Regions from separate parts of the Mus musculus genome. Here regions 1 and 2 are each linked to region 3. A link is a contact called in public Hi-C and HiChIP or PLAC-seq data. All regions are on one chromosome and are shown on one strand. Each heading gives the region's core, a stretch centred on a gene start, on an enhancer-like site or on the middle of the called end of the contact. The rest is flanking DNA. Distances are from core to core; before and after follow the strand shown. Region 1 overlaps Bmper (BMP-binding endothelial regulator). Region 2 has its middle 110 kb from the start of Gm39311. Region 3 overlaps Bmper (BMP-binding endothelial regulator).

What was found. A called contact is a pair of places that touch in the nucleus more often than the background predicts. HiChIP or PLAC-seq counts read pairs in DNA pulled down with a chosen protein or histone mark.
Region 1: an H3K27ac HiChIP or PLAC-seq map of the NIH/3T3 cell line shows a contact between it and region 3, with 7 times the contacts expected there. The contact joins two enhancer-like sites. A contact is called at or near these places in 1 of 15 datasets of contacts at CTCF or cohesin (the NIH/3T3 cell line), 5 of 484 Hi-C or Micro-C datasets (the HL-1 cell line, Sertoli cells, adipose-derived mesenchymal stem cells and 2 more) and 1 of 115 datasets of contacts at active chromatin or transcription factors (the NIH/3T3 cell line).
Region 2: a contact with region 3 is called in a Hi-C map of adipose-derived mesenchymal stem cells, with 3 times the contacts expected there. The contact joins two enhancer-like sites.

What each region holds. Positions count from the first base shown.
Region 1 is chr9:23,249,756-23,252,455 of GRCm38.p6, reverse strand. All of the region lies in intron 2 of Bmper (BMP-binding endothelial regulator), which reads right to left. Among named protein-coding and RNA genes, the nearest start is that of Bmper, 28 kb to the right of the region's middle. Within about 2 kb of position 1,250, at least 22 of the 459 cell types and tissues checked have an H3K27ac peak or open chromatin away from gene starts, as enhancers often do. A contact at or near this core is called in the NIH/3T3 cell line and adipose-derived mesenchymal stem cells, where this site is marked.
Region 2 is chr9:23,693,290-23,695,989 of GRCm38.p6, reverse strand. No RefSeq gene overlaps it. Among named protein-coding and RNA genes, the nearest start is that of Gm39311, 110 kb to the right of the region's middle. Within about 2 kb of position 1,274, at least 32 of the 459 cell types and tissues checked have an H3K27ac peak or open chromatin away from gene starts, as enhancers often do. A contact at or near this core is called in adipose-derived mesenchymal stem cells, where this site is marked.
Region 3 is chr9:23,463,936-23,466,691 of GRCm38.p6, reverse strand. All of the region lies in intron 13 of Bmper (BMP-binding endothelial regulator), which reads right to left. Among named protein-coding and RNA genes, the nearest start is that of Gm39311, 120 kb to the left of the region's middle. Within about 2 kb of position 1,356, at least 44 of the 459 cell types and tissues checked have an H3K27ac peak or open chromatin away from gene starts, as enhancers often do. A contact at or near this core is called in the NIH/3T3 cell line and adipose-derived mesenchymal stem cells, where this site is marked.

The DNA of each region.
Region 1 (2,700 bases), core at 1-2,500, 210 kb after region 3:
CCCTTCTCATCTGTTCGTTAGAGCAGCCCTACCACTGCTGAGGAGCTCTTAAGGAAAGCTGCCTGTGCCTCCCACCCACTGCAGCGCTGATCTGAATGATGTAAAAAGGCTAAGTCGATAAAGCACAGCTGTAAGAGTGTCCTTGTGTCCAGTGAAGATGAGGCAGATGACGGAGCTGTCTAGAGCCTATGGAGACAGCAGACCAGGTGGCCTGGCTCCAAGCCCTCCAATTCTCCAGGTCTTCTCGTCCCAACGATGATGGTTAGTGATACATTTTTAAAATTTTAGGTATTATTGGCCATATTCCCACTGAAGGCAACAAGAGCACCTAACGGGTGCACGTGTATGCCTATGTACGTGTGCACTGCTTAAAATTACTAGCTGTGACTCCATTTGCCACGCGTGGATTCTACAACTCCTATTTTAGCGCAGACTCCCTCACCCCGGGAAGACTGGGACTGATATGAATATCGCAAGCAGAGATTCAGTCTCAAGTGCATTTATGAGTGCAGCAAACTTGGAGAAGGGTCCCCCTAAGACAGTGTCCTCTCTAAAAGGAGGAGTCCTCAGAGTTCAAACTTTCAGGACAGTCAGAGTGATGGGGAGAAGCAATGTGAGAGCGGGTGAGTGGGAAGGTGCGCATGTTCTTTAGAACTGCTGGCTGAATTAGAAAGCCAGAACAGAGTCAAAACCCACAACAGGATCCCAAGATTCACAATAAAGAGCATTTTAGCTGTTGTCCACCATGCACGGCATTCCAGGCAAATGGTTTGTACAGTCACATCTGAAGTTTTAAATATGTGTGGACAGACAGACAGACAGGCATGTATACCTAAGCTTTGGGTATATATTTAGGGGATACAATTTCCTTTCTGTTTACCCTTAGGATTTTTTACATCCTATTGGGGTCATGTTGGAACTGCCAGATCCCATCATTTTTGGAGTCTGTTTGGAATCTGGTTGGTGTGGATGTGAGGATGGGCTTAGAATCCCAGGCCCTTGAGGAAAGAAATAATAGAGCTGCAAGATCACCGTGGGGACCCTGCTTCCTCATCCCCTTAATTGAGCCTAACAGCTACATGGGAAATTCAGACACAGGTAATTAACACCACTTGCCTGGCTTCCTGGGCTTGGACAAGTCACAAAACCCCATATCCTGGAGACAGTGGCTCTGGCAAGGAGTGTTATACACAAAGCCCCGTGTTCAGGAGTCTGTCATCCTCACAGCACAGATCACAGCTGAGGCTAAGCGTGCGACTCATTCGGTTCGGGTTTTAACTCAGCAAACACTTTCTGATAGTGATTCACACATACTGCTCACTTCCTCTGATGATATTTAGACTCTGAGCTAAGGAAGATCACACAGAACTTCATCTTAGCCTGATTCTACAGATAAAGAAGTAAGGCTGGGACATGTCCCCACGGAGCAACAAACACAAGTGAGAGAGGTCTGGAACACTGATCTCTGCCATGCAAATGCTACCTACACTTCAGTACTTGGGTACATTGTGGGCATTCAGGATACAGAGTGAGAGAAAACAATATCCCGCTTGGGTCCTCCTAGTATATTTCCACATGTGAGACGAGTCCCGTTTCCAGCAGAATCACTCCAAGGACCAGCCTCAGAGTCATGGGACTGTTACAGACACTGTCTGCTTTGAGGAGACAAGAAATATGACTATGATCAGATATCAACAGGGCCAGGCCTATCACACCTCTGAAAAGGCAGACTGATACCCTAAGTTTTCCACAAATTCTAGGTGGGTTTGCAGAATCATGCATTCTAAGCAAACAGAAACAATGGCCAAAAGGCCATATTCACACAAGGAGAAGGTGAAAACATAATAACCTAGCCATCGTGTTTGCGATCACTTCATGGTTCTTTGCTTTCTCGGTCACCATGTCTCTGTGCTTACCATCTCTAGGATCAGCCAGCTGGGGAGGTAAGTCTGAACCAGTGTCTCCTTTCAGAAAGATGGACCACAGACACCTTAATATCAACAAATGCTTCCCCCCCCCAAAAAAAATCATAGCCTTGAAATGCACCCTCAACAACTTGTTAACATGCAAAAAGTAAGGGGGTGGTATAGAGAGTTTAAAAAAAAATTACATGTCTGGCAAGAAAACTCCATAAGGACGCCAGCCAAACCACAGCTCCAGCAGAAGCCAAGTACAGACAGGATGACAGCAGCCAGCTTGCTGAGTCTGACACTTGCCGCCAGATGGCAGCACGGAGCTCCCCGGCCTTAGGAGTTGCAGCCTTGAGCCTGCCTCCTGCCTACAGAACTGTCTCCTGTCTGGAGAGAGTGGGATCATGAGTACTGAAGACAACTAAGCACCAACATGAAATGATTCTAGTTGCTTCCACACATGGAAAGGAGAAATTCCGTGGAGATGCTCTTGAATATTTCCACAAGTGTCCTGAAGATATTTTTTTTCCAAAACACTTTTCAAGAACCAATCCTATTATAGACTGTAGAAACTATTATCCCATGTTTTATCTATGTTAAAAAAAATAATAACAATAAACTGAAGATAGGAACTCAGCAGCCAATATAGTGGCAGAGGTGGAAGCAAGACTATTGCTGGCAGACAGTATGATTAAACCACGAAACAGTATCACAAATGTCCTACAATATGGCTGATGTGCCATACTAGAGATATCACACTGCACAAGTCTCTCCTGGAAGAACCCTCAGT
Region 2 (2,700 bases), core at 25-2,524, 230 kb before region 3:
TCAACTCAGTTTGATTCTGTTAGTCCCACTTCAGGTGCCTACTGTGTTGCCTGATATTTTCTAGTGAATCAAGATAGTGTGCTGACAACAGACCATGGAAACAATCCCCCACAAGGCTGGTTCAGTGACCCACCAAGTTTGTTGGAGTTAGTCTAAGGAGCATGACTGAAAGGTTGCTTACACTTGACCATGGATGACTGAAGGCTCCCTGCATCTCTGAACAGGGTACCACAGCCTGGGTGAGAGCACACAGAAGCTACAAGCCTGCATTTCACTGTTCTATCTCACAGGCTGCTCAGCAACAGCTGACTTGGAATTTTCCTCTCCTAGTAATTCTGTATAACCTTGGTGTGGATCTTTTAAGTTTCAATAGTTCCTTGAACCTTGTAAATTTTGCTTATTTACTGTATCTTATCTATTAACTGTCTCCAAGCAGAAGTGAATAGCAATATAACAGTGAAGATTAATGCAACTGTTATCTATACTTCTATTAAGTTATTGCTGTATAAACAAAAATGATTTAACCATATAATAGAAGTAGACAATGAAAAAAGAATGAAAGTCTAACTCATGCTGTAGCATAGATAAGGCTTCGGAGCATTTTACTACATTATATATGTCAAATATCAAAAGGGCATGCATTATTTCATCTATACATAATATAGAAAGTAAAGGTAGCTTAGAGAGATTAAAAAGAGATTAGCATTGTCCTAGCATTGGGGGTTGTAAAAGGAAGCAAACTATGTCATATGTTAAAGGTGATGAGAATATCATGGCAAGTAATAGTGGTGATGCTTACAACTTTATGAATACGATAAAACAGTTGATATGTGTACTTTGTGTTTGATGGTATGTGAGTTATATATTATATGAACCATAACAGAGGTAAGGTAGAGAGGACATATCTGCAGAAGCACCTTCCATGTGGGTTAAGAGACAAATTCCAGGGCAAGGAATTTCCTTATACTTCAACCATGTCACAAGTAAAGTGACAGAATTGAAATGTGAGACTCCCTTTCTGAATTAATGTATTTTCACTAAATAATACAACCCAAGTTATCAACCAGGAATGAATCAAAAGGAGAAAATTGAGGAGGATCAGGAAAAGAAGAGATAAACAGAACCCTTGGGAAAATGAGGGGAATTTCCCAGAATCTACTTAAAGGGAGATGAAGCATAATGGTTTTATGGTTTTTCTTAGTCACAGCTGACCAATTGAGTCAAGTTCAGAGTGGGTGGATATTTAACCAAGGTTGGCATTTTCAGAGTGAGTGGAATAGTGTCTTGAGATTGTGTAAAAAGGCAGTTATTATGATGAATCATAGAATCTTAGAGAGATGACTACAGGAGCAAAGATGTGAGGAGGTTAATGGGCAGAAAATGTGGTGAGGTTAATGGGTTGTTGCTGGAAGGCTGAAAAATCACCGGAGTGGGAGTAGAAGGGAGACTGGGCTGGGAAGGTAGGAAGTGAGGATGGTCTGAAATTTGGATGCTGACATTTAGAGTCGGCAACTATTAGTAATGGCAATGGCTAGGTTTTATCTCAGAAGATGAATAGCTAATATACAGTGTAGCATAATGCGTTATATACAAGTAACTTGCAGGGACCAACACAGTACTATTAAATGCTTCTGCTAAAAATGATATGTGCTTGAGGTGAAAAATGGCCTTTTAGGTGTTGGTCCTTCTCTAAAAGGAGAAAGAGATGTTTACTACAAAATTCAGTAAATTGCTAAAGGTCCAAAGTCAAGGGGCTTGGGGAACATTAGTGAGATAGGTGAAGATACCCATGGAATCCATATTAAACCAGCCCTCACTTGTAAGATGAAATAGTCAAGTTCAGTAAGTGCCTGAGAGTCACAGACAAAGTGGGGAACTACCACTCTTTCTGGGAAGCAAGACCTAATTCTGTTATCCTTTCTGCCGCTGGGCACCACATGAGAACAAGCCTTGGAAGACAATCCAGGTCAGGGTGTGGGGCACTGGAACACATGTCCTCAGCATCATTTTGGTTTGATAATGAATTTTCAGAGTTAAATGGTTGGTATCACTGAAATGGTTTGATTTCTAAGATTCAGTGGATGAAATTGGAGAAGAATAACAGTATTCAGCTGAAGAGAGATTTATAGACCTAGTAGATTCTAAACATGGCATAGCTATCATAGCTAGTTTAACTTCAAGGATACCAGCTACTACCTCAGAAACTTCAAGGGAAAACAAGAGATTAATTTATTTCTGCATGTTGAAAATTAATGGAATAAAACTAAGAAAAAGTAAGAAGGTACAGTAAATAAAAACACATTTTGAAGAATTCTTATGACCAGTCATCCTAGAGTCATGAGTAGGTTTGCATTCATCTGGTCATGTGACCTGACACCATAACTAATTTTAGTTTTACCAGTCTGGGCTTGAATGCCAATTTTCTTATGTCAATAACACTGTTATTGTATTCAGGAGGCCGTACACTGTTAGCTACATGTCCAAAAGTTTAAAGATATGCTCTTATGTTTTAAACATTAGGTAGAAAAAGCAGTGTGTTCCATTATTCTGGGTTGTAAATGAGGCATATTATTGCTTTTCTAGCAAACTGAATGCTCTGCTTCTAAAGTGAAGTGTAATTATACTTCCCCAAGCAAAACACTGACTTGTTAGACCTTTATTTCTTTAGCCATCTGTCGTCTCTACAGCGGCTAGTTTGGA
Region 3 (2,756 bases), core at 107-2,606:
GAGGAACTTTGCCTGGACTGTAGCTTTCAACCTGTAGGTCAATTTTTCTGAGACTAAGGACCAATGGGGCAAAACTTAGCAGCAGCAGAAAAGACAAAAGAAAAAAAAAAAAAAGAAACCTAGAAAACCACATTGTGGTCATGGCTGTCCTTGTTTGTATCTGTTCTTAGAAGCTGGTGAAACTATCTTAGGCTGGTTGATGTTTGGGAAACTCAGAGAAGAGGTCAAGAGAAGTGAGAGGCAGCCATGGTCAAGTGGGTCAGCTACCATGAGACTACTAAATGATTCATCTACACTTTAACCCTTAAAATTCTGCCCTCATTGTTGAATCTGAGTTTCAAAGAAGCATCCAGGCTTGGTAACAATGGAGAGGTGGCCTATCTATATCACATTATGCATCAAAAAAATCTGATCCAGGTAACAGAGGTCCACATTCTCCTGAAGGCTATATGGACACTTAAACACACTTGGGCTTACCTGTCCACAAGAGGGAAATGGCACTGTAATATGTAAAGAGAGGCTACTGGATCCAATGACTTGGACCAAGGTGTGAGTTGTTTTATTGGGTTAAAGAAAGAATAGAAAAGCTTGCAGAGCCAACACAGGAAGAAATTTCTATTTCTATTTCTATTTCCAGATCATTCCTGTGTGGGCCAGCTACAGTTTGGCACCACTGTCGCATTTGTCCACTGTGACACAAATTCTGACCAGAATATTATGACTGCTGGGGTTGGCAGGACAGCACTCCAAGTCTGAGCTGCTCTGTAGTGTGTGAACAAAGCCATAGAGCACTGAGGATGGGAGTCTAGCTGGCTTTTCTTGTTACCGATACAAAAGAGATCTGGGGCCCAGCCTCATCCCTCCCCTCCTCCACTTTACCCCAGGTTAGACCTTTGGCTGACTCCTAAGTGAAAGACTCCTAGTGAAGTCTATGCTTATCGAAGGAAGAAAGCAAGACACATAGACTAAAGCAGACAGTCTTCACTGAAAAGGAGAGGGGGAGGAGAGGGGGGGAGGGGAGGGAGAGAGAGAGAGAGAGAGAGAGAGAGAGAGAGAGAGAGAGAGAGAGAGAGAGAACACGAAGACTAAATATCAAACTCTAAACAATCTGTTGTGGCAGAAAGCCAGTGCAATTGAGAAGTTGTGGACAGATTCCATTGGGTGTGTCAAGGGCAGCCAGAAGGCCTTCCTGTTGCAAGATACATGAGATGGACCTTGAGCATCTGTGGAATTTTCTTGGTTACAGAACCAAGCAAATTGGGAAATTACAGAAAAGGGAGGGGCTGTGGGGTAGGGTTTCCAGATCTTCATATCCTAGACTGGACAGTCAGTCACATGGTCAACTTCTCAACACACACGGATAGACATACAAAAAAGAAGTCTCACTGGACAATTGTGTGGCCTAGAAGAACAGTCTGCACACCATCTGACTCTGACACTTCTTTCTTCTTGGCATCCAGTCCTCTAGAGATCACGTCTGTCTACTGAAATGACACAGAATGAACCCTGGTGTGCCAGGCTACAATGACCCTTCCGTTCCTTCCAAGGTAACCACAAGTTTACAAGGTTACATTCCTGCCTTCGGAGTCCTTCCTTCCTTGAAGTCTGCCCCCACTCCGGCCTTGGGAACAGTGAATGTGCAACAACTAAGTTAACAAAAGCCTTACCAAGCCATCTCGATAGAGAGGTATTTACAGTGAATGCCTGCTGTAATTGCCGGACTTTTATACACGATATACTATACTGCTCATCAGGACCTTTTAAAAAAGAAAACTACTTAAGACTACAGATACTGGGAAATTCTCATCTATTTACTACCTAGCCCACATTGTGGCAGAACTCTCAATCCTCCTGCCTCAGTCTATTTTGTGCTGGGAATACAGGACATGCACGACTGCACTTCACACAAATTGATTTTTTAATCATTATAACATTGCCTGAGAGATAAATGGCATTGCCTGAATAGCAGAAGCAGGAAAAGCACAAGAAACCCAGCACAGGCCATTATCCTCTGAGCTTCTTTGGAAGCTGATATTTTTGTGGACTAACATAGGTCTCTGTGATTACAGAGATTTATTTTAAAGGTAACAGTGCTTACTGTGGTTTTAACTTCTATAATTAATTGAAGTGGTCATATGAAATAATGGGTTTCTTTATTAAGCTTTCATATATGTATATCATTGCACTCTGATCCTCTGCATACACATCCACGACCTGGCCTCATTCTCCATCCCCATTCTGCACATGGGAACACATGGCATGTGTCTGTTTGCCCTTCTGTTACCTTCTCTTGTCCCTTCTTCCTTTTGATAGCTTCCTTGTTCTATATAGCACCTTCTACTTTTATACAAGGATATGAATATTAAAAGAAGTCCTACATGTGTCTATCCAGCAGAGTTGTGATTTTTAACAGCTATCATGCTTATTCTGGTACCTAAAAGGCATCCCTTCTTCATAACGTCATATATCAGACCACATGTGCCTATTAAGACACTGGTCCCCAGAGTTAATGCTGGCACAAGTTTCATTTTTATGGCAATCTTAGGCTATGATGTCAAAGATGCTCTGACTAAAATTTTTGAGACAAGGGGTGCTTGAGATTTCAAATCTTTCCAAAATATATACATATACAGACACAACCACATACATACATTATTCTTGGACACAAAAGGCACGTCTAAAACCCAAATTAATTCTATTTTACATATACCTTGCATACACAGCTACAGTTGCATCCCCTTAGTGTACTTGTAGTT